Regions from separate parts of the Zea mays genome. Here region 1 is linked to region 2. Evidence: chromatin contacts called from public Hi-C data. All regions are on one chromosome and are shown on one strand. Each heading gives the region's core, a stretch centred on a gene start, on an enhancer-like site or on the middle of the called end of the contact. The rest is flanking DNA. Distances are from core to core; before and after follow the strand shown.

Region 1 (7,223 bases), core at 3,657-6,156, 130 kb after region 2:
TAATAGAAGAAAGCAATCACATTTACTTAGACATATGTAGAAAGTCTTTCAATTGGTTTAAATCTAAGTAACCTATGCACATCTCTCACAATTACAAACTAGTTACATTTTTACACTTTATATTTGCTTTGGTTTGTGTTGGCATCAATCACCAAAAAGGGGGAGATTGAAAGGGAAATGTGCTTAAAACATTTCCTATAATCGATTTTGGTGTTTGACGTCCATCACAAACTACGTGGACTAACTAGTTTGTCTAGATGTCTTTTATCTCAGGTACATAAGGTTTAACATAAACCAAGAAAGAAATTAAGTTGGGGACTCAACCAAGTTTGGAGCAAAGACTAGTATTGGTGCTGCCAATGGCGCACCAGACAATGTCCGGTGCCCAGGTCAAGGCACCAACGAACTGGTCACTCTCGGGTTTTCTGAGAGGCGCTCCGCTATAATTCATCGGACTGTCCGGTGAACCAACGAGCAACGGTCACCTGCGCGCAGTGGTCGACTGCAAAAGTGAACAGTGCGCAATCAGAAGTCAGAGCAGTGATGTCAAGACGCACCGGACTGTCCGGTGCAGCTAGAAGACAAAGGACTTCAACGATCAACCACTCCAAACCCTAATGGGCAGCTGACGTGGCACGCACCGGACACTGAACAGTGCCATGTCCGGTGCACCACCGGACTGTCCGGTGTGCCATGGACAACAATGGCTAGAATAGTGGTTGGGGCTATAAATACCCCCAACCATCTCCATTCAAGTCATCCAAGTTTTCTGAACTCAACATTCAATACAAGAGCAGAAGACTACACACCAAGACACAATCAATAGATCAAATCCTCTCCAAGCCTCCAAATCAAATCAATTGCTTAGTAACTTGAGAGAGGGTGTTTTGTGTTCTTTTGTTGCTCTTGTTGCTTGGATTACTTTCTCCTTCTCATTCTTATTCTCTAAGTGCTTTATAAAGCTAGCAAGAGACACCTAAGTGTGTGGTGATCCTTGCGGGGTCTTAGTGACCCAAAGTGATTAAGGAGAAGCCTCGACTGGTCTGTGTGACCGATTGAGAGAGGGAAAGAGTTGGAATAGACCCAGCCTTTGTGGCCTCCTCAATGGGGACTACGTTCTTTGGAACCGAACCTCGGCAAACAAATCGCAGTGTTCACTTGTTGATCTTCACTTGATTTGTTTCACCTCTTTCCTCTCTCCAAAAGTTCCCTTTCTCATATTGTTTGAGTTTGCTCCCAAACGTTATCCGCATTGATTGAGCAACTCTAAGCAAGGAGAACTATCTTTCGTACTCCGATTTAATTCTAACGCTAACTTTGGCCTTAGTGCGTGTTTAAAGTTTGTGAATTTCAGGTTTCGCCTATTCATCCCCCCCTCTAGGCGACTTTCAGTTATAACACGACAGTATGACACGAAGACTTATATAGGTTCAGGCCGCGTAGAGTTGCGTAATACCCTACTTCCTGTGGTCACTCTAGATTGAGGTGAGGATTACATGCTGAGAATTGTGAGTGTTGAAGGCTAGGATGAGATGAAATGGTAGGGGGTACCTCTCGGCCTTATATACTCGACCAGGGAGAGTTATCCCGTACAGATGATGATGGCTATCTACTTGTTTGTCTCCTAGCTAGTTTGTACCATATTGTATCCCTACACATCGGGAGTCCTTCTTGCCTATCCGCCCGAGAAGGGGGCCCATCGGGGAGGAGAGATCCTGGGTGTATCTGGGCGACGACGGGCCACCCAAGACACCTCTAGATGACGCTGGGCCGAAGAGATGTGAAGAAACTGGTCGAGGAAGACTAATATTAGGGCTAAACTAAGACTAGATTACTCCTACTCCTAAGGAAGGGAAATAACAATGCAAATAAGATAAATTTGATAATTACGTTTGATTGGATCGATTTTGTGGGCTCAATCGGCCGTACCCCTTCATATATATAAAGGGGAGGTCTTAATTCATTACAAGTCAGTTCTCGAGTTAATTCCACAAGTTTTGCTCACAAATCCCAAAACCGTTACTGATTCTGCGCTCGCGTGGACCGTACGGTCCGCCTAGCAACTTTGGTGTTCAACAATTTCGATGGTTGGGAGCAAACTAGATTGAAAAAAAATGATGTACAAGAGAGATTCATCACCTCTCCTTATCGACGAGCAGACTCACCAGAGAAGATCGAGGAGAGAGGACCTCGATGGCGGTGGCTGGGTTTGCAAAATCTTTAAATTTTTGGAACTTTGGAAGACGTGATATATATATATATATATATATATATATATATATATATATATATATATACTGGTTAGCTTTAGTTTTTCTTCTTTGTTATGCATATTACGTGTAAATACGATATAGGAAACTAATTAACACTAGGCCATGGCGTGATATATCACTTTTTGTTTGAAACAGCTAGAATAATTTTGGAGACGAAGAGAGTATTCACTATAACAGCCATATATATAGAAAGGAAACAGATCGTGTAATCGTAACAGCCATAGAACGGACGTGCGCATGAATGTCGTAAACTACTCCTATATAACACACACACTCTGCATCATCGGTGTTCCTGCCAATAATGCTCTGCATCGGAGACATGCAACGTGGGCAATAAATAGTGTGTGGCCGTTCAGCCGGTGGCAGCTGCTGCCAGAACAGCGTCGTCGAGCTAGCAAACCTAACAATTGGGCACGCACACATGCATGCACGGCGATCGGCGAGAGTAGAGTTCATTTATTTGTAAAGACACAACGTACAGCTCACACACACACACACATATACTTGCTTGTAGCCGCGTACTACACACTCTCCTGTAGTAGTGCTGTGTGTTGTAAGCAATCTTCTTGTACGCCATAAATGAATGCCGCAATCAGCACAGGTTCGTCGACGACCTGGACAATGTATTAGTGTGCCAGACTCGTGTGCTCCGTTTTATTCCATCAGTTGCTGTTGTTTGATAGATCTGGATTTGAACTTGTTGAAAAGAAAGAAAGAAGGCAGTTTAGATACAAGGGCTGCTTGCTTTCACTGTCAGGGTCTTGATGATGATTATTTCTTCGTGTCTGCTCTGAGAGGATAATAATCTGCCATTCCAGGACCGTACTGGTAGCTGTCCCAATACTTCGGCCTTTTAATTGGGTGGGCCAGTGGGCCGAGCTTCGATCGATCCCGCTCTGAAAGCAGCAGCTAGCAGAGTCGCTGCTGATGTTACGGCCGGCTGCTTGATTAGGTTTCGTTCCAATCTCTTCACTCCATGTCCAAGAAGAAGCTGTAGTTAGTAGTAGTCGCTATTTGGTCGAAACGAGTATTTCGGAGGGCGATTTGTTGTTGTTGTTGTTGTATTAGGTGGGGCAACCAGCAGATGTATACAATTGTTGTTGTTGTAGACGAGGAAGGAAGAAGAAGAGTGTGACTGGTTGAGGACGGACTTGCATGCTAGCTCTTCCGATGACGATATATGAAATCAACAGCTATTTTCTACAAGTGACGTAACAAGAAACAGTCGTCTAGATAAGCCAAATGTATATTATTCTGTTGCATATTGTATCACTGCATTCGTTAGGGTTCATGGTTACTAAATTTGCATGTCGTTTTAGATTACATTTTTCATCTGGTGGGGCATACGTACTTACATTTTTCATCTGGTGTGAAGGCAGGGGGCTCAAGATATATATTTCCAGTGCGAACATAGAATCCAGGGCAGAGCCATTACAAAAAAAAAATCTTTGAAAGGCAGGTGGTAGTAATACGTCGAGGAGGAGGATAGATCCTAAGATTTGTCTTGTGATCAGCAGACCACGCGTCAAGAGGAGAGATCTAGGTTTACTTGTGAAATTCACACGCGAGGAGCCCTCAGGTGCTTGCAGCCAATGCACACATGTGGTGATGAGTGCAACTGTACCTCCTGCAATGGAAAACGGGAGACAACTCTAACCGTAAAAGCCAGGCAGGCCGAGTTGCCCCACATCCTCCAACTCCAACCGGTAACGACGTACTTTCTGGCATGCTTTTCTCCAAGTAAAAGGCTTTCAGAACGAATGCACAAGTACAGGAGTACACACGCATCGATCTGCCCACTTTCTGGATCAGATCCTAGGACTGCAGGTGCATGCAGTCAGTGACGACGTACACAGGCTACACATGCATGCATGTTACCCTGTAATCATTCACCATTCATACGTATGGTAGGTAGCTACGTACGCCAGCATGCAGTAGACAATCACAGAACCAAACCAACCCCGGCAGCTCAGCCGACACCCTCATGTGTGCGGCGCTGTGCCAACCACATTGACCATCTCCTTCCGCTCCTCCTTGGTGCACGTCCCTCTGCCGTGGGTGTAGGACCATGTGCAACGTTCATAGTGAGATTTAATTAAGACTGAACTCCGGGGTATATATGTAGCTAGATTCAGCTGGCCGGGAAATATTTTCACATCAAAGGAATCTCGATATAGAATGAACTATACGTTGATGCGTACAATAAAATTTCCAAAAAGCGAAAACTTATACATGTTCACATTATATTGTAAAAAACAAGCATCGTCACGATTTGTTTGTCTCCTTCCGAGCTTTTCTGTTTGGATCGATTACCTACATGGTTTATGCATGGTTTCAAACACATGATCTAAAATATTGTTTAAAGTTTAGCCGACCTCAAAAAAGAGTTATTGACTTATTAAATAACACACAAATTAAATATTAATGAGCTAAATATGTATGGCAGTTTTTGTGCCGTGTACCAGATGTTCGCCACGTACCTACTACCCTGCTACACAGTCTGGTGAGGTCAAACAATACACCGTGCACCTACACATACTATGCCGCAGCAAAGCATTGGGGCCAACCGCCTCACCAAAATAGCCTATAAAAGCTCATTTACGCAGCTCACAGGACTTGCACGTCTTCCATCCCCGGCGGCCTTGTGCTAGTACCCACCTCGCGATCGACCTCCCTCTCGAACTCAAAGATGGCCGGCACCACAAGGTGTAGTATCAGAGGCAGCAACGCTCCCGGCTTGGCCCTGCCATGCTTGCTGCTGCTGCTGCTGCTCGCGGGCGCAGGCGTCTCCAACGGCCAGCTCCAGGTGGGGTTCTACTCCAAGTCCTGCCCGGACGCCGAGTCCACCGTGGCGTCCGTCGTCCGGCAGTCCGGGTCCGCCGACCCCACCATCCTCCCGGCGCTCATCCGGCTCCAGTTCCACGACTGCTTCGTCCGCGGCTGCGACGGGTCGGTGCTCATCAAGGGCGGCGGCAACAACAACAACAACGCCGAGGTGGACAACGGCAAGCACCAGGGCCTCCGCGGCCTGGAGATCATCGAGGGCGCCAAGACGCAGCTCGAGGCGCAGTGCCCCGGCGTCGTCTCCTGCGCCGACATCGTCGTGCTCGCTGCCCGAGACGCCGTCGCCTTCGTACGTTTGCGCATGATGTGTGTAATATGTCACGTTGATATATAACTGGCCGGGATCTGACCGACGTGAACACGTACGCGCGCGTGACGTACGATGGCGTACGTGTATATGCAGACCGGCGGGCCGTCGTTCGACGTGCCCACGGGGCGGCTCGACGGGAAGGTGTCCAACCTGCGGGACGCCGACGCGCTGCCGGACGTGCACGACGGCATCGACGCGCTCCGCTCCAAGTTCCGCGCCAACGGCCTTGACGAGAAGGACCTCGTCCTCCTCACCGGTACGCATGCTGCATGCATCTCCTGTCTCTCTAGCTAATTAGCTAATTAGCTAGGTACGTACCTAGCTGACCCACGCCATTGCGCCGACACATGCATGCACGCAGCTGCGCACACGGTGGGCACGACGGCGTGCTTCTTCCTCCAGGACCGGCTCTACAACTTCCCGCTGCCGGGCGGCGGGCGGGGCTCGGACCCGACCATCCCGCCGGGCTTCCTGTCGGAGCTCAAGGCCCGGTGCGCGCCGGGGGACTTCAACACGCGCCTGGCCCTGGACCGCGGCAGCGAGAACGTCTTCGACACCTCCATCCTCCGCAACATCCGCAACGGCTTCGCCGTCATCGGCACCGACGCCGCGCTCTACAACGACACGGCCACGGTCGACGTCGTCGACTCCTACTCCGGCCTGCTCAGCAACTTCTTCGGGCCCTACTTCCGGCAGGACTTCGCGGACGCCATGGTCCGCATGGGCAGCGTCGGCGTGGTCACCGGCAGCAAGCAGGGCGAGGTCCGGAAGGTCTGCTCCAAGTTCAACTGACTGATTCCGCTCCCGCCAATGCAATGCAAGCGCGTACCGTCCATAGATCGTCCCTTCATTCATTGCACACAGCTAGCTGGCTGGCCGGCCCCATCCATATAAGCATGAAGAGCACGTACGTACGGTGGGGTTTGGTTGCCTGCTTTCATGGCAGTGTTTCTCTCTTCTTCATCCATTCGTTCCATTCATGAGTACAGAGTACACACATCGCGTAGATCTCTCGTCTCACTGTGCAAATTAAAGGGAGGTTCAAGCAGTGCTTCACTAGCTGTGTATGTATAGTATCGACGAAACGGAAACTGCACAAGGTTTTGAAAAAGCAATTTGCTTAGCTTTAAGATCTGTGCAGCTCTCCTTCTGATGCGGTACACATATATATAGCTACACTGTGGCGTATATATAGGGTATAACATGAATTACTCGGCCTTGTGTTTACATAGAAATTACTACATGAGTCTTGTTGTTCGGTTTTGGAAATTCATTTGCTGTTGTGTCTACTGTAACTGTAAAAAGTGTTGATTTTTATATTGCAATATATATTCATCTGCTTAATTATATATATTTTTTATATATATTCTGCTAGCTGATTGTCATCGGACATTATTGCGCAATTACTTTTTTCTTGTACTGTAGAAGATACTGTCATCGTACGATAGTTATACAAAGTACTCCAACGTCCCCTATAGCTACAGTTAAGTACTCGTATTTGCTATTCATCTATATATATGTTGATAGATCACGCACAACATTTATTCACGGTAAATTATAACTGAGTCAGTCACTTCTAAATGTATGATGAGCAAATTATTCCACACGGCGCAACTGCAAACAAGACCTGCATTTATAACTGAAATTAAAATGATGAGCTGCAGCACTGATGCAAGACCAACCGCACCTCATGCAGTTCTCCTTACAGCAAGGCCATCAAGAAACTTCGCGGCATTTCTCTTGGTTCCATGCCCATCCATGGATGGTTGGCTGGCGGGCACAAGCTGGCAAGAGCT
Region 2 (7,005 bases), core at 2,570-5,069:
CTTAACACTAAAGCTTTTGTGGAATTTGGGAGAGGATTTGATCACTTGGGTGTGTCTTGTATTGAATGCCTAGCTCTTGTAAGTGGTTGGAAGTTGAGAAACTTGGATGACTTGAATGTGGGGTGGTTGGGGGTATTTATAACCCCAACCACCAAACTAGCCGTTTGGTGGAGGCTGCTGTCGCATGGCGCACCGGACACTGTCCGGTGCGCCAGCCACGTCACCGGGCCGTTGGGTTCCGACCATTGGAGCTCTGACTGCTGGGCTCGCCTGGATGTCCGGTGGCACACCGGACATGCACTGTAGAGTGTCCGGTGCGCCACTTCGCACGTGCCTGACTTCTGCGTGCTCTAGCGTGCATTAAATGACTCTGCAGGTGACCGTTGGCGCGAAGTAGCCGTTGCTCCGCTGGCTCACCGGACAGCCCGGTGTGCACCGAAATGGCCGGTGAATTATAGCGGAGCGGAAATCCGAAGCTGGCGAGTTCAGAGTCGCTCTCCTCTGGAGCACCGGACTGTCCGGTGTGCACCGGACATGTCCGGTGAATTATAGTGAAGCGTCTCTGAGAATTCCCGAAGGTGCGAAGTTTGGCTTGGAGTACCCTGGTGCACCGGACACAGTCCGGTGGCACACCGGACAGTCCGGTGCGCCAGACCAGGGCTGCCTTCGGTTATCCCTTGCTCTCTTTGTTGAACCCAATTCTTGGTCTTTTTATTGGCTAAGTGTGAACCTTTGGCACCTGTAGAACTAATAGACTAGAGCAAACTAGTTAGTCCAATTATTTGTGTTGGGCAATTCAACCACCAAAATCAATTAGGAAATAGGTGTAAGCCTAATTCCCTTTCAGTAGTGTATTAGTTATTTTTCTGAATTATGTATTTTTTATTTTTTTAAGTCAAATATTTTAATTGATTTTTATGATTTTGTTTTATTTTATTTGCTTAAGTATGTGATCCAATGAATTTCTATTCAATAAAATAACGTATTTCATGTCAAATAAAAGTCTGTAAAAAAGTTGATGTAAAATTAAGGTAGATAAAATAACTAGTGACGATGATTGGTAATAGAATCTCTACTACTCTATAAGACCTTAGTGTAGACCGCGTGCACCATGGTTCTGCCTCTCCCATCCATACAGTCTCCGACGAGTGGGCCGCATGTTGGCAGTCCGCGCCCCCTCCCAGTTTCCTTCACCTCCTCTCCCATTATTCATTTATAGCAGGTTCTCTCTCCTCCCCATTTCCTCCGCCTCCTCTCCCGCTCACAAGCCAACGACCGAATCGGCCGCCGCCGCTGCTCCCCTCACCATGGAGGATGACGATACCGACCTCGGCACCGGGGGCAATGCCTTCATTCTGCATGGAGGAGGGTCAAAGTGGCAAACCGCGGCACCGACGCCGAGGCGGGCGCAAGTCAGGGCCAGGCACCGATGGGATGGTGCATGCCACTGTTGGACGACATCTCCCCCCTCCCCGTTAGCGGCGGCGGCGACGCGTAGGCGCCCATGCCGCTCCCATCGTCGCTCGAGCTGGACCTGTTCCACCGCGCAGCGGACGCGGGCACGGGCACCGCCGCCGTACGCTTCCCTTTCGGCAACATCCCCATTACGCACCCGTACTATTTCTTCGGGCAGGCTGCAGCCGCCGTGGAAGCAGGGTGCCGTGTGCTCAAGCTGGCGCCGGCGGTCACCGTGGCACAGAGCGACTCGGACTGTTCGTTGGTAGTGGACCTATCGTCGTCGCCACCAGCCACTGTGTCGGCGAGGAAGCCCGCCGTGTTCGATCTCGACCTGAACTGCTCACCGCTGACGGAGGCGGGAGCATAGTCGCCGGAGCTTTAATGACTGTATGTCTGTTAGTTTCTTTCTTCGCCTTTTTCCCGGTAGAGGAAAATTCGGTACTACGCTGAGAGAAACTCTTGTCCGATAGAGGATGACGGGCATTTTTGTAAATAGTTTTTGCGCCGGGGACCTTGCTTTAGCTGATGATGAAAGTTGTATTGTCACCCAAGACAGGTCGTGCCCCTCCCCACGGTCGCCCACAACGCATTTGCAACTATGATAATTCAGAGTAAAGATTTATGTTGATTCTCTGCAGAATTAGTTTTTAAAGGGAAACATATCTCAATTTTCTGGGTTTGTTGGGACAGACAATCAAGTAAGTTTTTTCATGACAGAACCATATTATGTAAAATATCTTTTCTCCCCGTGTATAAACTTTGTGCTAAATTCCACTGTTTTCTGTAATGTTGTACTAGCCTTAATGTCTAAAATGATACAACATAGAATGCTTTAATCAGTGGTAATTTTTCTTTCTTATAATTTCAGTTGTGGTTATCTCATATATATTATTTGGTGTTGGGTACAACTAAAACTTTTCCTTTTTAGTGCCATGTCAAATCCAAAGCAACCATTTACCTTAACGCCCCGTTTGGATCGTTGGAATTGAATTCCATTCTAATAATAATAATTTAGGTATATATCAATTAAGCTAATTCGGTTTTATGCAAAATATATTTATATACTATTATTAGCAAGATGTCGGAGATATTTATGTGCTACATTTTTACTATAGAGGAGTGAGACGAAGAGTGTCATGTAAGTTACAGAGTAGAAACAAATTCTACTAATGCATAAAATCATTTTCCACCCTCCACCCCATAAATTTGAGATAGGCTTATATCTGAACTTTGGAAAGTGGTGGAATGTCAAATTCCAAACTAAATAAGTTACTTTATTGAGTGAATTTCAATTCCTCTAAAATGAAGGGATCCAAACGCCCCGTAAGTGTCCATGCTTTGATATATGAATGAGATACTTGGAGCTTTCAGTTGGCCCATGTTATAACCATATCAAATTCTTTGCAGGCAACTGACTCCCAGGTAATTGATTATAAAAACACTCGTTAATTTTCTGCATACCTTCTCAGTTTTGTTTAGGTGTTAGTTCAATTCTGAAGTCATACCATCAATATTATTTTTTTTGTTATATTTATTGTTCCATATATCTCTTATTGCATCTCAAGAACATTCTGAAGTCACAAAATGCTCTCGGTTTAGGTCTTGATATAGACACACCCATTGATGTAACGAGAGCACAACTTGCATATAAACTTTCTGATGAGGTAACTCTTTTCTTATACAACTTTGTTGCTGCATATTTGTTTTTTTATTTTTGGGATGAAATTTACATCAACACTTATAGTTATAGAGGAATGTCATTTTATATTCATGCTAGGTAAATACCTGTATGTTGCAACAAGAAAAAATAATGCAGCAATAACATATGTATGACCATATATTGTGCTGTCAACCAAAATTAAGTTGTCTCTAGAACTTTAGAGTAGTCCTACATCTTTTAAGATATATAAACATCCACGTATAGGATAACATTTAGTATTTTTGCATATCAATGTATTTTAACATATTGGTTCCGTTGCAACGTACGAGCATATACCTAGTGGATAGTATAAGTGTCATCACACGGTGTCGATTTAACGGTAGACAGAAAAAAGGTAAGCTTACATTGATGCGGCACGAGGCAAGTGGCAGGGTTGGCATGCCGCTGGACGAAGGAAGCGACTCGGCCTCACCTCACCTGCAAGTCTACAACCATCGGATGAAGGATCGGCGCAGCAGATCGAACCGGTGAGGTGTCCCCGTGGTCTGCCCTCCTCGCGCGTTTGACAGAAACATTTCCATTTGTTTTCTCCTTGCGTACCATTCTTTTAATCGAAAATTCCTCTTTGTTTCATGGAATCCCTACGTCTATATATACAGAGCTGGGATGCATGTCATGTCAGGTCGTCTTTCTATATAGGACACACCTTAGCGAGCGAGACGATCGAGAGGCTGCCGTACGTGCCGGTCTCTCTCGTCGGCGGCGATGTTTCTGGTGGATTGGTTGTGCGACTTGTTTGTCTCCCTGCGGCGGCTGTGGCAGAAGGAGGCCAAGATCCTCTTCCTCGGCCTCGACAACGCCGGCAAGACCACGCTGCTCCACATGCTCAAGGACGAGGTACACATTCTGGCGCCCTGGTTTTGCTTGCTACCACATGCAGTTGATGATTTCTTCTCGCGTGCCGGCCGGGATAGTGAACAACGGTCGCCCTGCTGTGTCGTCGTTGTGCTATGCAGAGGTTGAGTCAGCACGCGCCGACGCAGCTCCCGACGTCGGAGGAGCTGAGCATCGGGCGGATCAAGTTCAAGGCGTTCGACCTCGGCGGCCACCGGATCGCGCGCCGTGTCTGGAAGGACTACTACGCCAAGGTTTGCTCCGCTGGCTACTACGCCGACAGCACTCGCCAGCCATGCATCACACTCATCACACGCCCTCTGCTTCTGCTTCATTCACCCATACTTACTTGCATTTATTCTTCTCTCCTGTTCATGCTCTGATGATCCGTGCGTGCACGCGCGTGCTCGCGCGCCACACGCACTTGTTGGCTGCAGGTTGACGCGGTGGTGTACATGGTGGACGCTGCCGACGGCGGCCGTTTTGACGAGTCGAAGACGGAGCTCGGCGCGCTGCTGTCGGACGACGCTCTGGCCGGCGTGCCGTTCCTCGTGCTGGGGAACAAGATTGACATTCCGCAGGCAGCGCCCGAGCATGCGCTTGCCTACTACCTCGGGCTCACCGGCTGCACCACCGGCAAGGGCACCGTGGACCTCGCCGGCACCGGAGTGCGCCCCGTCGAGGTCTTCATGTGCAGCGTCGTCCGTAAAATGGGCTATGGCGAAGGGTTCAAGTGGATGTCGCAGTACATCAATTAAGTAGGCTGGCACAGCAATACAATTACATTTTTCCTACCTCTGAGAGCTCTGACTCGCTCAGACGATTTATCTACTACGAGTCCGTGACTATTATTCAGAAAACCTCTTAGTAGTGATTACATACTAGTGTTTGACGCGCGCCCATGGGCGCGTGTTCAACTATGTTAGTATAAATAGACAGGTTGTTGGAAGCATTAGTGCTGAGAAAATTTCTTAGTACTTGTCACATTCTTTATCTGGCAAGATGGCAGTAATAATACATAAGGGAGAATTTTGTATCTCATATCTTTGATGTAGACTTCTTTGATCATTGTTGAATTGTTGTAGTACTCCCAGGGCATTCAAACACACACCAAATTTTCTCCGTCTACAGAACCATATATAATATCCATGTCTCTTGGAAACTCTTTCGTCAGAACTTCAACCCAAACATCAGAACAATTCTAATTTAGCAGTACTCTTGGCTGACTGTATATTCTATATAGATTTAAGTATGAATGCGAAAAATGTAATTCAGCTTATTCAAGTATAGCCAAGCAAAAGTGCGAAACCTTGCACCATATATGATCAAAGGTCATTCAACAATCAGGATAACATCACGCTGTTTTACCCTTATGGCTTAGCACCACCTCTATTCTCCTCAAATCAAACAAAAGTGAAGCTTGGACTATGGCAATGATTATTGATGGTACAACTACTATACTTGGTTAGCTCCTTTGAAAAACTATTATGCATAGTCACCACACAACATACTGAGAAAAATATATATCTGCACTTTAGGAAAAGTCTAGCAAGCTCTATAGAACATGCCATAGAAATATGAGAATGGCCAGTTGTGCAGGGAATGGCCAGACATCATATGAAAAAAACAACCATAGAAATCTGAGACAAAATAATACCTAGCTGAAATGAGAAATACCAATTAACAATGTATGTAGCTCGGTTAGAGAGTTGGAGAGGAGAAATCCAGGATCCAGGAAATAAGCGAGGCTGCCAGGAGCGAGACCACGGGACTGCAGACCTTAAAACTTCAAAATCTTGCTTCCATCTCCAAGCAACTTGCAAGGCAAAAGACATTTTAGAAGTGAGCTGCATTAGCACATAGTAAAGCAGAGCAATGGAAACCCGATGACCTAGGGAGCAGCAATGGCGCCGTTGCTGGCCTGTGTTCGGCGCTCTGCTGCGGCCTAGCCCCGTCCAAGGACGAAGAAGCGCTAGCGCACAGAGAAGCACTTCGGGATGGAGTTGTGGGCCCGTGTCGATTGCTAGGAGGCGTCGTCGCTGCCGCTCTGCTCTGTGTGCCATCCTGGGCGGCACCGCCAAGAAGGCGAGTTGGAGGCCCGCGCCTTCCTCTCGCAGTGGAGGCGGACCGCTCACTGTCGCGGTCTTGGCCCCCGGCGGCCAGGAAGGAGGCAGAGAAGCAGCCGCCACTCCGTCCGTGAGCCAAGGAAGCGAGGCGGGTGGGGTGTGACGGATCTGAGGCGGGGAGAGGGAGGTAGAGTTACCGGGGCGGCAATGCGAAGAGGGAAGGGTGGAGGCACAGGGGCGGCATGGCGCTAGGCGAAAGCTTGGCCCCACGCCCTGATTCGGAGCTGGCGCCGACCCTTGGAGCCACCGCACGACCGCCCTGAGCTCCGCCGCCGGATTCGGCATTTTAGAGGGAGGGATACAAGGCTCTTGGTGATGGCTCGCAGCGGAGATTGAAGGGGCTGGATCTTGGGACTTCGCAACATCAGTGTGTTGGGTCGCGTAGTCGTTGGGACAGGGCCGGAGGGGGATCTGTTCTCACAGTTGCTTTCGTCGAAGAGGGAGCAGTGGAGCGACCCTTCCCTATGGTGGACGACGGCGGAGTAGCACCGACCTTCGGATTGCTCTGGAATCGCCGTGAGTAGGTGAGAGGCCGACCTTATCCGTTGGCATGGGACGAAGACGGCCACCAAGCCATGGGTGAGAGGGATCTGGAATCTTCGCAGCGCCAGACTGAGACTTCACGGCCAAAGATGTTGGAAATGTTTTTCAACTGTTGGATTGCGATCAGATGGACGAAGGAAAAAAGGTCGACGTAGATACCTTATTCGATATCGTTTCGAACCAGCTTTGTATATATAGAAATAGAAATATGCACCAAGCAGTAATCCAATGACTCTCATGTGTTAGCTCTGCACCATTCAAATTGAGAATCCCCATGCAACTATTGTGCTAGTTCTGCGGTGTGTCACCCAATCACGACATGAT

What was found. Hi-C and Micro-C count contacts between places; a contact is called where the count stands out from the background.
Region 1: a contact with region 2 is called in a Hi-C map of leaf, with 2.7 times the contacts expected there. The contact joins the promoter of LOC100279575 here to the promoter of LOC103652863 in region 2. A contact is called at or near these places in 2 of 25 Hi-C or Micro-C datasets (both in leaf).

Annotation. Positions count from the first base shown.
Region 1 is chr4:14,909,300-14,916,522 of Zm-B73-REFERENCE-NAM-5.0, forward strand. LOC100279575 (Peroxidase superfamily protein) reads left to right here and starts at 4,907. Exons shown (of 3, transcript NM_001317829.1): 1 at 4,907-5,406; 2 at 5,521-5,683; 3 at 5,789-6,775. The coding sequence starts at 4,963. The coding sequence ends at 6,219.
Region 2 is chr4:14,776,746-14,783,750 of Zm-B73-REFERENCE-NAM-5.0, forward strand. It overlaps LOC103652863 (GTP-binding protein SAR2), which reads left to right and starts at 3,820. Exons shown (of 3, transcript XM_008679842.2): 1 at 3,820-4,015; 2 at 4,135-4,266; 3 at 4,450-5,048. The coding sequence starts at 3,884. The coding sequence ends at 4,770.